2 separate regions of the Mus musculus genome follow, and region 2 is linked to region 1. A link is a contact called in public promoter capture Hi-C data. All regions are on one chromosome and are shown on one strand. Each heading gives the region's core, a stretch centred on a gene start, on an enhancer-like site or on the middle of the called end of the contact. The rest is flanking DNA. Distances are from core to core; before and after follow the strand shown.

Region 1 (6,083 bases), core at 993-3,492:
TGACCTTTCTCCCTCCCTCGTAGGTATCGGGGAAGACCACGTTCCTCAAATAATCTCATTTCCAGTGGGCCCCTCGACTTCCCAGCACAGTATAAAAAGAAAGGAGACAGCTGGTGCGCTGGGGGGGGGGGGGGAGATCCAGGGTTCGTGGCTAGGAACCAACTCCCCCACTTCAGTAACCACAGCTTTCCGGAGGTGTCCCTCCCCTTCCGACCAGCTCAAACTGACAACCTCCCTCCTTCCCCTGGTCTCTCTACCCTCTCAGAACCACTCACTGGTCTCTGGGAAACCAGTCAGATTCCCTGATCCCTTCTCCATAGCATAGTCAAAAGATAAAAAAGCCAGGAGTCTGGATTTCCAGTTACTGTGTTATGGAAAAAGAAAAAAAGAAAAACAGGGGATGAGATGCCAGGTGTCTGGATTGGAGAAAGGCCCCCTGAGGATGTCTTCGTACAGCCCCACAGGTCTGCCTCTCCTGCCCCCCCCCCCCCAGTGGCTTTCCTTTTTAGGGTGGAACCAAATTTCCGTGCTTTCAAAAAGTTCCCCCCACCCACCCTGGCTTTACTCCAGGGTCTCGCTCAAACGGTTGAAAAAATAAACAGACTCTGGGAGCTGGGGCCTGGCCTGTCGCTAGGGTTTGTTAAGAGCCTGTCTGCCACCCCACAATTCACACTCAGTCACCTCACCCTGGAGCTGCTCAGAGCCCTGCTAGCTTTCTTCCGGTGAGCAGACTCCCATCCCGAAACCCTACAAAAAGCCTCAAACTGAGCTTCCCGCCCCCGAGGCTCTCCACCCCTACCGACCTTCTCCCAGTGTAGCAGTAAAGCAAGTAGCTAAAGCCTGGAACCTTGGAGGAAGGGAGAGGGCAGCTTTCCATTCGCAGAGTGGCTTTCCAGCCTGAAAATGATCTGCTTGGTTGGCTGGCTGCGGGAGGGTCATTACGCTCTCGCTAAGGACAGGGATTAAGATTAAAGCCCTTCCTGCCTTTGCTTTCCGAGAGAGCCTTATAATGTGAGTGTCCTGAGGTACAGGGAGGCGCCGTCCGCCTGAACCAGGCCCCCCTGGCTTCACTTATTCATCTACAAGTCCTCCTCGGCTTCACCACTTCCTGTGAGCTGAGGTGAGGAAAGTCATGGCATTTGGGAGGGCGTCTGAATACAAAGACAGGAATAAAGGACACTTGTAAAGGCGTGCTGGAGAGGTCGTATTGCAGAGTGTGCTGATAATTACACAGCCAGACTCCAGATGACAGGTGAAGGGCCCCCAAGCCGAGGCGATAATCGAAATATGGCTGAGGGGAGTGGGGGAACTGGGTTAACCGAGGCGGCTGGAGAACCAGGAGCCTGGAAGCTGATGAAACAGATAAGGGTGGGAACTACTCTGGGTCCTGGCACCGAGACGCTCAGGATGTGAGAAGGCATCCCAGCGACACAAAGGCAGCTTGCTTCACCTGATGGATCGGTTTGGCCTGGCGGAGAAAATGGGCGGCCGCTTGCTGTCTTGACCCCTAGCCACCCGCCTACCCCAGGCAAGAACTGAATCACAGCTGGAAAGTCCATCCGCAAGAAGAGGAGGAGCTGACTTTTGTCTTGGAGGGGCGGGAAGGTGGGGGAGGGAGCTTGGAAAACACCCCCTCCGGCCCCCTCCACCCGCTGGTGGGGACAAAGGGGGAACGACCGAGCCGGCGCTAGCGGGCACGGCCGCAAGCAACCCCCGGAACTGGGGTGCGGAAAGGGGTGCCCAAGAGCGTCGTCCCTAGGAACCCGACACGCTCGCCCCTCTTTCCCGCTCGATCCCTTACCGGAGCAACTTTCTTCCGAGCGGCCCAAAACACTCGGTCCCGCCGAACCACTGGTAACCCAGCTCAGCTCTCCTAGATCCCCGCACAGAAGCTGCGCGGGTGCTGGAGACGCGGGTCACGTTGCGGTCCTCCAGCCCCCTCCTCACGCGCTCGCAGCCCCACCCACCCCGTCCGGCCGCTGCGCGCGGACTCGGGCGCCCCAGAGCGGGCGGGGGGACGCGGGACGCGGGGCGGAGGCCCAGAGGTCGGCAGGGCGCCCGGTCGCAGAGCCAGCCCACCTTGGTTGCCTGCTCCTTGCTCCGGTCGATCCGCGCGCGAGTGAGGGATTCGATCCGAGACATAATCCAGCGTGAGCCGCGGGAGGACGCGGCGGCCCCGGGTGTCCAGCAACGGCGGGGGAGGGGTCCGGCCGCACGCGTCGGCCTCGGGGACAGGAAGTCTGAGTCCCCTCGCCCCTGCACCCAGCACCAGTTCCTCAAACCCTAGTCTCCTCCCCCACCCGAGCTCAGGAAGGGGAGAGGCGGAGCGGAGGCAGGGCGGGGTACCCGCGCACCGGACGGGACGCCGGGGTTAGTATCGCTGCAGTCTGCTGGACAGGGGTCCTTGGGACAGGTTCGAGGATCCCTTTTCCCTTTAGCGCTTAGGAACACTCTCTGACCTCAGCGACCTCCCTTAGCTCGGCTGTCCTTGAAAAACACCGGCGCCCATTCCGGGTAACTTCACTCTTTAAAGACCCTAAGGGGATTCTATCACCTTATCGGTAACTGGGAGACCTAGCCATAAGGGCTCACTCATCAAACAGGCTTGAGTACACAGACCGCTTTTACAATGTTGGACTGGTATGACAAGAGGGAGGGGGCAATGAAAGGGGAACTAGAAGCTTCATCGTTAACAGGCTTCACTCCCCCAAAAGAGTGAAGAAGGGGACTCCTTTCCAAAAGCTAGGAGTCCACAAGAGAGGGTTTTCCCCTCACCCCCCCCCACCCCCCGCCCAGCTTCTCACCCCTCTGGGCCTTGTGGACCACACTCTGACCATCCTTCTCAGCCCCACCTCTGCCAATTACTTTGGCAGTGAAGGTGAGAAGGCTCCACCTTTCCTGAGGCTAGCTGAGGAAATCCTTCCTTGTGTCCTGACACCAGTTTTCTCTGCCACAGGAGACTATAGAAACAACTTGGCCCTGTCTGGAAACGTTTGAGCTTGCTGAGGAGTGTGGGTGGGTTTTCATTTCTCTGGACCCTTTGAGTCAACCTGAGTTTCCTGCCACTGGGGAAATTCTCCAGTCTGCTCCGTTTCCACCTATCAAGGTCTCCGATTTCTCTGTAAAAACCTGAGCACCCTGGGGCAAAGTTTTGTAAAAATTTAGGGTACTACCTAATCTAGTCCCAAAAGTGTGTGGTAATGAGGGAGGGAGATGGCTAGGCGTGGTGTTGCACAGAGGCAGGGAGATTTCTGAGTTCAAGGCCAGCCTGGTCTACAGAGTGAGTTCCAGGACAGCCAGGGCTACACAGAGAAACCCTGTCTCAAAACACCGAAAAAAAAAAGAAAGAAAGAAAAAAGAAAGAGGGAGGGAGATGAGGCCCAGCCACTGTCACCAGCTTCTGCTCTGTTCTTCTCGGTAGCGGGGCAGGGAGGGTGGTGTTAGGGCTGCAGGTTTCCAGCCCAGCCCTGCACTCCTAGAGTGCCAATTTTAGCCTCAGTCTCTAATTTGGGCTCGGCTGCCTCATCCACCCGCTGTGCTGGTTGGGCTCCTCAGCTCCTCACCCCGGCTCTGCTCCCCTCCCACTCTGCTCCTCTGACCTATCTCCTGCCTAGGAACTCCCTCACCTTTTGTGCCCATTCTCCTGTTCAGGGTCCTTATATAGTAAAGGCCAGGGAAAAAGAAACAATGTCCAGTTCAGGCTGGCCAGATGAGGCAGAAAGGACTTTCCCAGACCAATTCTGTTTTCTCTGAAGGAATCCTAGGAAGGCCTCAGGACCTGCCATGTTCCTATTGGCTCTGAGCCTCCAGACTTGCCCCGCTTGAGTGACCAGCCAAAGCTGAGAAATGTACTAACAATCAGCTAGAGGTCAGAATGAGCTGCCTGGTTTGGGGGGGGGGGGGGCAGAGACCTCAATTTTCTCTAAGGCCTGAACTAGAAATTGTTATAAGCCAAACTCTTGAGTAACTAGTAAATCTAGGTTTCCCCCAGACTCTTTTGAGGGTCTGGTCAGTACGTAAAGCCCATGTGGAAGGTCTATGGAAGAAGAGGGTGACCTCCTCCTCTAGCCTTTTACTGTGTTTCCCCAGCCTCAGCTCGCTGTCTGCTCCACCTGCTCACCTCTCCCTTGTCTGCCCTGCAAAACCAAACCTTTAAAACTGTATTGAGTGCTCTATGTCTTCAGCTTGACTCCATTTCTGTTCTCTGGAGCCTCTGGAACAATGAACATTCTCCTTTCTTCTGGGGGTCTTCCCTTTCCCCAAACCCCTTCATTCTAGCCCCCACCCCCGTAATCCTACCAGTGACATCTTTGAGAAATTGTTTTTAATATATAAAAAAAATTTAAAAACCTCTGCCAGTATCTAAAAGTAGCCAGTACTTTCTTTGGCTCATTCAACTTGAAAAGGGGGGGTGGGGGGAGGTACCATTGCCATAGACAACTAGAGGGGAAGGGTCTGGTTTCCAAAGGGCCATCGGAGGAACCAAGAGTGTTCCTAGCTGTCTAGATCCAGGCACACAACAGTCCACAAATCAGCCTTCTTCTCATTAACTTGAGCCTTGAACTTGACTTGGGAATGTCTAAGGTGTACATGACCACAGTGGCTTCCTAGCAAGAGCTGTGAAGAAAGGCTTTGGGGTTTACTGAGAGAGACACCCGCCACTTAACATGATTGCTACACCTCTAAGTAGCCCAGCCTCTAGGTTATCTTGTCTGTGAAATGGTGATTAATGTATCACCATCCCTTATCTCTGCCGGAGCTATTCTAAGAAGTACAAGATGAGCACTAGGAGTTTGGCCACCTATAGGATGTCAGTCAAGCAGGGAGAACCAAGCTCCCTCCTCCTCTCCATCCCTAGCAGTGTGCAGCACTGGTACCCAAGCTGGGAACAGGGAGAAAGGGAACATGATGTAGGCACACACATTCAAGTAAGGGTATAGAGAAGACAGAGGGAGAGATACAGAGACAGTCGGGCCTAGAGGCCCTGTGAACACAGGCCAAGGAGCAGGACAATATGCTGACCTACGCTCGGCTCGCTCTTCTTGTTCCCTCTCCATGCTCCGGAGCCTCTACCCAGGTTCCCCTTCTTCAGGTTACTCAATCTCCTGCAGGGCTGCTAGGCCAAGGGTGAGCAAATGCAGTGTGACAGAGCCTGTGTCCTGCGGGGAGGGAGACTTGGCTCCTAAGGGCTTCCTGCTTGCTTTGTCTTCTAGCAGTCTGATTCCTGACCCTGTCTGCCTCCCCCATATCCAGGGGTTTTAAGATTGTGATGTGTATGCCACATGTCTCCATCAGCTCCAACTCCCTCTCTGCAAAGAGTCCCAGCAATGGATCTGCTTACACCTTTCCCTTCCCTGCCCACCTATAGGGAAGGAATCCTGCCGGCCTTCGGAGTCTGGCCTCCAGAAGGGCCCTGCCTTTGCACTTGCAACAACCTGACTCAGGAGTCCCCATGATTCTGCCAGATGAATAGAATGGTGTCTCCTCCAGGTTTCTCTCGGTGCTCAGAGGTAACCTTAGGGTGGAAACCACATGCATACCAGAGGGAAAGGAGAGTGGCTTTTTGTGTTGCAGTAAGTGGAGCCTGCAGCCCCAGTGCTCAGAATGCTTGGGGCAGGATGGTCAACCAGGCTGGGAAGTCATTGCCAGAAGAAGAAAGAAGGGGAGAAGGGAAGAAGGGAAGGGAAGGGAGGGAGGGAGGGAGGGAGGGAGGGAGGGAGGGAGGGAGGGAAGAAATCAGGAAAGAAGGGAGGGAGGAAGGGAGGAAATCAGGAAGGGGGGAGGGAGAGAAGAAGGGAGGGAGAGAAGGAGAGAAGAGGCCACCATTGCTAGGTGTGGTGGTGCATGCCAGGAATCCTAGCACTTGAGATAGAAACAGAAGAATCAAGAGTTCAAGGTCATCTTCAACTCCATAATTTAAGGGTAGCCTGAGCTATGTGAAACCATATCTCAAAAACAACAAACAAACAAACAATCAAATGAATGAATAAGGCCAAGTGTGATGTCTCATTGGTAGAATCTGGACTTTCAGCACTCTGGAGGCTGAGCCAGGAGGAGAGGCACAGCTGAGGCCGCTAGCTGGG
Region 2 (6,083 bases), core at 1,977-4,476, 1.3 Mb before region 1:
TTTAAAAAGTATATGTTTGGGTGTTTTGCCTGGATGTATGTCTGTGCAAGTACATGAGGTGTCCCAAAGAGGGCAACGGGTCCCTTGGACTGGAGTTACAGATTGTTTTGAGCTGCCATGCTGATAACCCCAGGTCCTTTCCAAGAACAACCAGTGCTCTTGATCGCTGAGCCATCTCTCCAGTTTTTGAGCCTTGTTTAAACTAAGTAATGGAAATAAGCATTGCAGGAGAAAGCATGGTGTTGTGACAGTGTTTGGCAGTGGTACCTAACACTGTCTTTCCCCTTTGATCTTGTGAAGGAGCCCACCTAAACCCAGCCTTTTCTCTGGCCATGTGCCTGGTGGGACGCCTCCCCTGGGCCAAGCTCCCCGTTTACTGCGTTGTGCAACTGCTGTCTGCTTTCTGTGCCTCAGGGGCCACTTACATTCTCTACTATGGTAAGAGAATGTGATCGGGGACAGTTGTGGGCAGAGGTGCCTTGCAAAGATGGAAACTCTGAGTGCCCCTCTCTCTTGAGGATGCCCTACAGAACTACACAGGTGGGAACCTGACAGTGACCGGTCCCAAAGAGGCAGCCTCCATTTTTGCCACTTACCCTTCCCCCTATCTGTCCCTGAACAATGGCTTCTTGGATCAGGTAAGTATGAGCAGAAGATATGGGAAAGTCCCGCACTTTGCCTTGTTTGTTGGGATCCCAGCTCGTTGTTCAGATTTTGGGTGGAATATGGGTTCATTCTACCTTGGTCCCGTAGCTTCTGCTGCACAGATGGCATAGAGGGGGTGGCACAGTGTGTTTGAGTGACAGAAGGCAAATGAAGCACCTATGTGTCACTTGATGGCTTTCCTTCGACCTCTGTCAACCTCAGGGTTCTGGGTACCTGGATGCTGATTGTGGGGCTGTTAGCGACCCTAGACAGACGGAATAAAGGAGCGCCTGCAGGTCTGGAGCCGGTGGTGGTGGGACTGCTGATCCTCACCATTGGACTATCCATGGGTGCAAACTGTGGCTTTCCACTCAACCCTGCCCGGGACCTGGGCCCAAGGATCTTCACTACTTTGCTGGCTGGGGCCCTGGCGTCTTCAGGTAGGAGACAGCTTCCCTTGGTACAGTCCTCCATTTACCCCTATTAATAGCTTTGTCCATGGTTCTCCAGATTCCTCCCCCCCCCTTTTTTTTTTGAGACAGGGTTTCACTATGTACCAGGCTGGCAGAGATCCCTCCATGTGCTGGGATTGAAGGCATGTGCTACCATGTCCAACCTGAGTTCTATCCACTTACATACTGCCCTTGTATTCTTAGAACAGTGTTCCTTCTTCAGCTGGCAAGTTCTCCCTTCCTTCATAGCTCTCCTGCATCCCCCCTCCCCCTTTTCATGCATATAGTAGGTTCAGAGGTGTCCTTGGGCATGCCATACTACTACTTTGGGCTTTAGTGACTCCATCCGTAAAAAAGTCTATTCAGTTTATTCTGCAAGACTAGAGGTTGGACTAAGTTCTGCTGGGGGTTGCTTCCTAAGTGCTTCCCATTCATGAATGTGAACCCATGCTCACTGTTGGATGTCATGACAGGAATAGTGTGAGGGCCTGCCTTACTAGTCCTGGCTTATGGGAAGAGGTGTGTCTAAGAGCCACCTCTGACCCCTCCCTTTGTCTTTCCATTACAGCGCTGGTAATGGCTGGTGGTGGGTGCCTCCAGTGGCTCCTATGGTGGGGGCCACCCTGGGCACAGCCGAATACCAGCTCCTGGTGGCTCTGCACCATCCTGAGGATTTAGAACCATTTCCAAAGGTGATGGCATCTCAACTCAAGGCTTCAGACTTGGTTACTCTAGCTCAGCTGGAGTGTAAGCTGTGACAAGGACCAATCTTATCCCACTCTGCAAGAGCACCATGAGCTGGCCAGCACGCAAGACAGATATTCTTTGTATTACTATGCCAGACTAGGACACTTCTGTTTACCACTCCTGAAGGACTCCAGACTGGTCTTCTACCCTGGGAGCTTCCAGGCACGCAGTTCCTTAAAGGAGCCGCCAGAGGGTGTGCACGCTGGCTTTGGGAAGGTTTCTAGAATCGGGTGGGTGGAGGGATCCTAGGATCCTTTGAGGGGTAGGGCCTGGGAGCTTCTCGAGAGAAGCTTGGTTTCCTCTACTCTCCCTTCTTCACTTTTTCGTCTTAAGACGAGGTCTCCCTATGGAGTACTGAAATCTTCTATGCAGACCATAACGGCTTTGACTTCAGCGTGTTACTCAACACACCTAACAAGAGTGAATCTTTTTTTTTTTTAATGGTTTTTCGAGACAGGGTTTCTCTGTATAGCTCTGGCTGTCCTGGAACTTTTTGTAGACCAGGCTGGCCTCCAATTCAGAAATCCGCCTGCCTCTGCCTCGGAGTGCTGGGATCGAAGGCGCACGCTGGGACCAAAGGCATGCGCCACCACGCCCGGTTTAAGAGTGAATCTTTTTAACAAACAAAACCCAGTTTAAGTTTGACTCGGAAGTGATGGAGCACGCCTAGGGTCTCTGAGAATTTCAGGCCTTTCAGAGCTACATAGTGAGACATCCCCTCCCACTGACTCAAAACAACAACAACAACACAACAAAACCACTCGTACTTTGTGGCATTAGGGATTTGATTTAGGGCCTAGGCAAGGGCTCTGCCTCGGAGCTATCTTCCTGTCTTCTGGCTGCCAGCTCGGGAAATCTCTACGTTTCCTACCTTTGGCCTGACAGGAGCGCCAACGACCTCAGATAGTTCTTCGAGGTGTGTGTGTCCGCGCGCGTAATATACCACCCAAGGGAATGTGGTAAGGGGCAAAGTCAACTACTTATCGTCAGGAGAACCAAGTGGAGAAACTGAGGCACAACTCCCAGTCAATGCATAGCTGTGCCTTTTCAGGAAGTGAAAGGCCTTGAGATGAGCCAGGGCGAGGAGGGAAGCACAGCAGAGACTTGGGCTAGAGAGAAGTGTGCTACGGGGCTTCTTCATCACTACTCCCGCATCAGGCTCCTCCCCGAAGATGGTTTCTGGCAGAGAAAGCAGCATTCGCTCGGTTTCTGGCTTCCAAAATAAAGCAGCAGCATCCCAGCGTCCTCCAGCCTCGCCGATTGTGTGCGTGTCCCGGCTGGAGCTTGGGACCCCCCCCTTCCCTACGCACCAAGATGGCGCACGCCGCGCCCCTCACCTCCCCAAAGCCCCTCCCGCCCCCCGCCCGTGGCCGCAGCCGTCACTTCCGCCCCGCGGCCGAAACTGACACAAAGTAGCGGGCCGGGGCCCCGGGGGGGTCAGGAGAGCCGGGCTGCTGTGGGGGGGCGGGAGCCTGCGGGCAGCGGAGCCGAGCGCCCCCGCCCCAGCCCCCGGCATGGGCCGGACGGGGCCGCCGGGCCGAGCGCCGCGCGCGGAGCGCTAAGGTAAGGCGCTGCCACCGTGGGGCCGGGGGTGTGGACCGGGAGGGTCGGCTCTGGGAGGCGCGGGCAGCGGTGCCACGGGGAGCGGCTGTGGGAGGCTGGAGAGAAGGGCTACCAGGATGGAGAGAACCGGTAGCTGTGCGCAAGCTGGGAAAATGGGGCCCCGAAGGGGCGTGCGGAGCTGGGGTGTGAGGAGTAACCTGGTGCCAGCCTTTAGGTGCCTAGAGAGGGAGTTTGGGGCTGATAGGATTTGTCCCGGGAAGGTGGAGGTCTCTCTGTGCCCCAGGAAAACCAAGGGTGCCAGGGATGTTAGCTTTGGGAGCTCAGAGCTGTGTGGTGGGTCCTGGATACTGTCCTTGGAGAGGGAAGGAAGGTGGCCTCCGGTATTATTGTTTTCTCCTGTCTCGTCTATCTGCTAGCTTCCCCTGAAAAGGCTCTTGGTTGGAAAGGAGCGGAGGCCAGACCCAGAGGAGGAGTCTTTTTTCCTTCGTGGAGCGCTGCCTCTTTCCCATGGCTGGCTATTTTTATCCCAGATGTGGCTGCAGAGGGGGCTGGGGTAGGGTGACGGGGCAAGGCGACGTGGCTGGTGGGCCTAGTCGGTTTAGAAAACCAGGATATCCTGAGAGGGGGACCTTGTTACTGCACCCCTCTCGAGGATTGGGGCCAAAGTTGTTCTCAGTCTCCCCAGGGTCCTAGAGGTAAAAGTACTTTCCTGATCTGTATCCAGACTTGACGCTTGATGGTCAGCTTGCTCCACTGTTAACTCTTTCCAAGAAGGAAGACCCAGATGTTAGGGCTAACGATGCTTGATAGCCTCCCACTCGAGTGGGGCTGGGTAGGAGCCAGCAATGCCCACCCTGCATCCTCTCCTTTAGCGTCTGGTTCCACACTCCACCCTCCCCGTGACTCATGCTCTAGATTGGGTGGAGACCCTGGCTGGGGCCCTGGAAGAGGGTTTGGCATCGCCAAATTGTTCATGAGGTTTTTCTTCCAGAGCCAAGGGGGCAGCCACTGTTGCTTGCCACAGTTGTGGAGAGTCAGGAGTGAAAAGGACTTAGTGCCCCTCAGGACTGTCTGCTCTGAGGTCAAGGAGGGAGTGCACATTAGTGAAGGGAGAGCGGGAGAGGATGGCTGGGCTAGGACCACAGTCAGTAATTACAGAGATTGGGCAGACAGGCAATTAGTATCTCTTGGGACTGACAGGCTAGAGGCAAGGGAACTAAGGAGGGGCAAGGCTTTCCATCTGAAGGAAGAGGAGTTTCCTGTGGCCTGGACTTACACCTTTTTAGGAGAAAGTACATGAGAGGGTGGGAGGAAGCAGAGGCTCTCTTGAGCCTGTTCTTAGTGTCATTCTGACTGGAGTAGACTCGGGGTGAGAGAGAATGGTGACCCCTTAGCAGGACTGGGAAGACCTCTCTGATGGCCCCAGAGGGTGGCTGGACAAGATTGAGAGGAAATGGTTTGAGGACTGTCTGCAGGAAGTGGTGGCCATGTGTCTGATGAGAACCCTCCTGGGGAGGAGGTGATAATGGAAGCCCCAGTAATGAAAGTAGGGGTGGGGACATTAGGAGCTTTCTAGAAGGGTGGAACATGGCCACCCTGCTTCCTGATGCTCTGCCAGGTGTTTCCTGGTTCCTAGCTCTCCACCCAACCCACTAGGGCACATTCTGCTTTCTAGTACCGGCAGCAGCTGTCATTGCCACTAGGACGGCACACGGGACAGCCATTGTTCCTCAGGTGGATACCTTGAGAGCTACGTCTCACTTGTTATATCTGGTCTCTTCTAGGCCCTTTCCCTATAGGCTCTGGCTTCTGTAAATTCTCAGTTCCCTCATGTTTTCCAGGACAGAGGGAAGGCCTCCCTTTTCTCTCAGGTTTTCATGTCAGTGCAGGAAGGTGAGCGTTAGTGGAGTTGGAGGAGGTGGGGAGGGCAGGGCAGAGCAGAGCTAGGATAGTTTTCAGAAGGCATCTGATGTGGGCAGTGAAGAATTCTGCGTGTGTCTGTTACTTTCTTGCAGGGTCTCCCATGGATTGCTGGAACCTTGCTGGGTGAGATGGCACTGTGTGCAAAAAAGCGCCCCCCAGGTAAGAGAGGCAAGAAGTGGGTCTCTGGGGGCATGATGAAAATGGCTGTTGTTATGACTGAGGGAGCCAAGGGAAGAGGAAGGACTAGTATGGTTCTGAGAAAAAAGGACTAGGCGTCCTGAGCGGGTAGTTTAAGAAGCTAAATTCATTTCATCCTTGGGCTGATGCTCGGCCGTGATTGCTAGTCACCAACCTCTTAACTCAAAAGCATCTGCAATACCTACTCTTTGGCCTGGGCTCTTGGGCTCTGGCCTCCTTTGCCTACCCACCGGAGTCCTCGGTTTCCCGCGGAAGGAGGGGTTGTCTGTGGGTTGAAAGCCGTTGTCCTGGACAACGCGGGCGGTCCGCTCTCCCGCATTGGCTGGGAGAGGGGGCGGGGCCATGCGCTGGCTTTCGCCTACGCGGCACTGGCAGGCTTCGGCTCTGCAGTGGGAGCAGGTGGGGCGGAGCCTGGGGCGTGGGCTCCAGGTCCGGGCCACTCGGAGCTCGCCTCAGTCCTGAGGTTCGGGAGCGGAGCTCCTGCAGAGCTGGTGGTCCCAGGCGCAGGTGGCCGTGAGGATGGCTTGGGCTGCGGGTGTCGCTCACGCCCAGCGG

What was found. Promoter capture Hi-C pulls out the DNA fragments that hold promoters and counts their contacts.
Region 2: a contact with region 1 is called in a promoter capture Hi-C map of cranial neural crest. The contact joins the promoter of Atp8b2 here to the promoter of Arhgef2 in region 1. A contact is called at or near these places in 4 of 39 promoter capture datasets (cranial neural crest, liver and pre-B cells).

Annotation. Positions count from the first base shown.
Region 1 is chr3:88,617,318-88,623,400 of GRCm38.p6, reverse strand. It overlaps Arhgef2 (rho/rac guanine nucleotide exchange factor (GEF) 2), which reads right to left and starts at 2,242. Exons shown (of 22, transcript NM_008487.4): 1 at 2,080-2,242. The coding sequence starts at 2,142. Gm20652 (a long non-coding RNA gene) reads left to right here and starts at 2,296. Exons shown (of 2, transcript XR_375820.2): 1 at 2,296-2,370; 2 at 5,369-5,493.
Region 2 is chr3:89,960,481-89,966,563 of GRCm38.p6, reverse strand. It overlaps Atp8b2 (ATPase, class I, type 8B, member 2), which reads left to right and starts at 3,226. Exons shown (of 28, transcript NM_001081182.3): 1 at 3,226-3,407; 2 at 5,423-5,489. The coding sequence starts at 5,459. It also overlaps the pseudogene Aqp10-ps.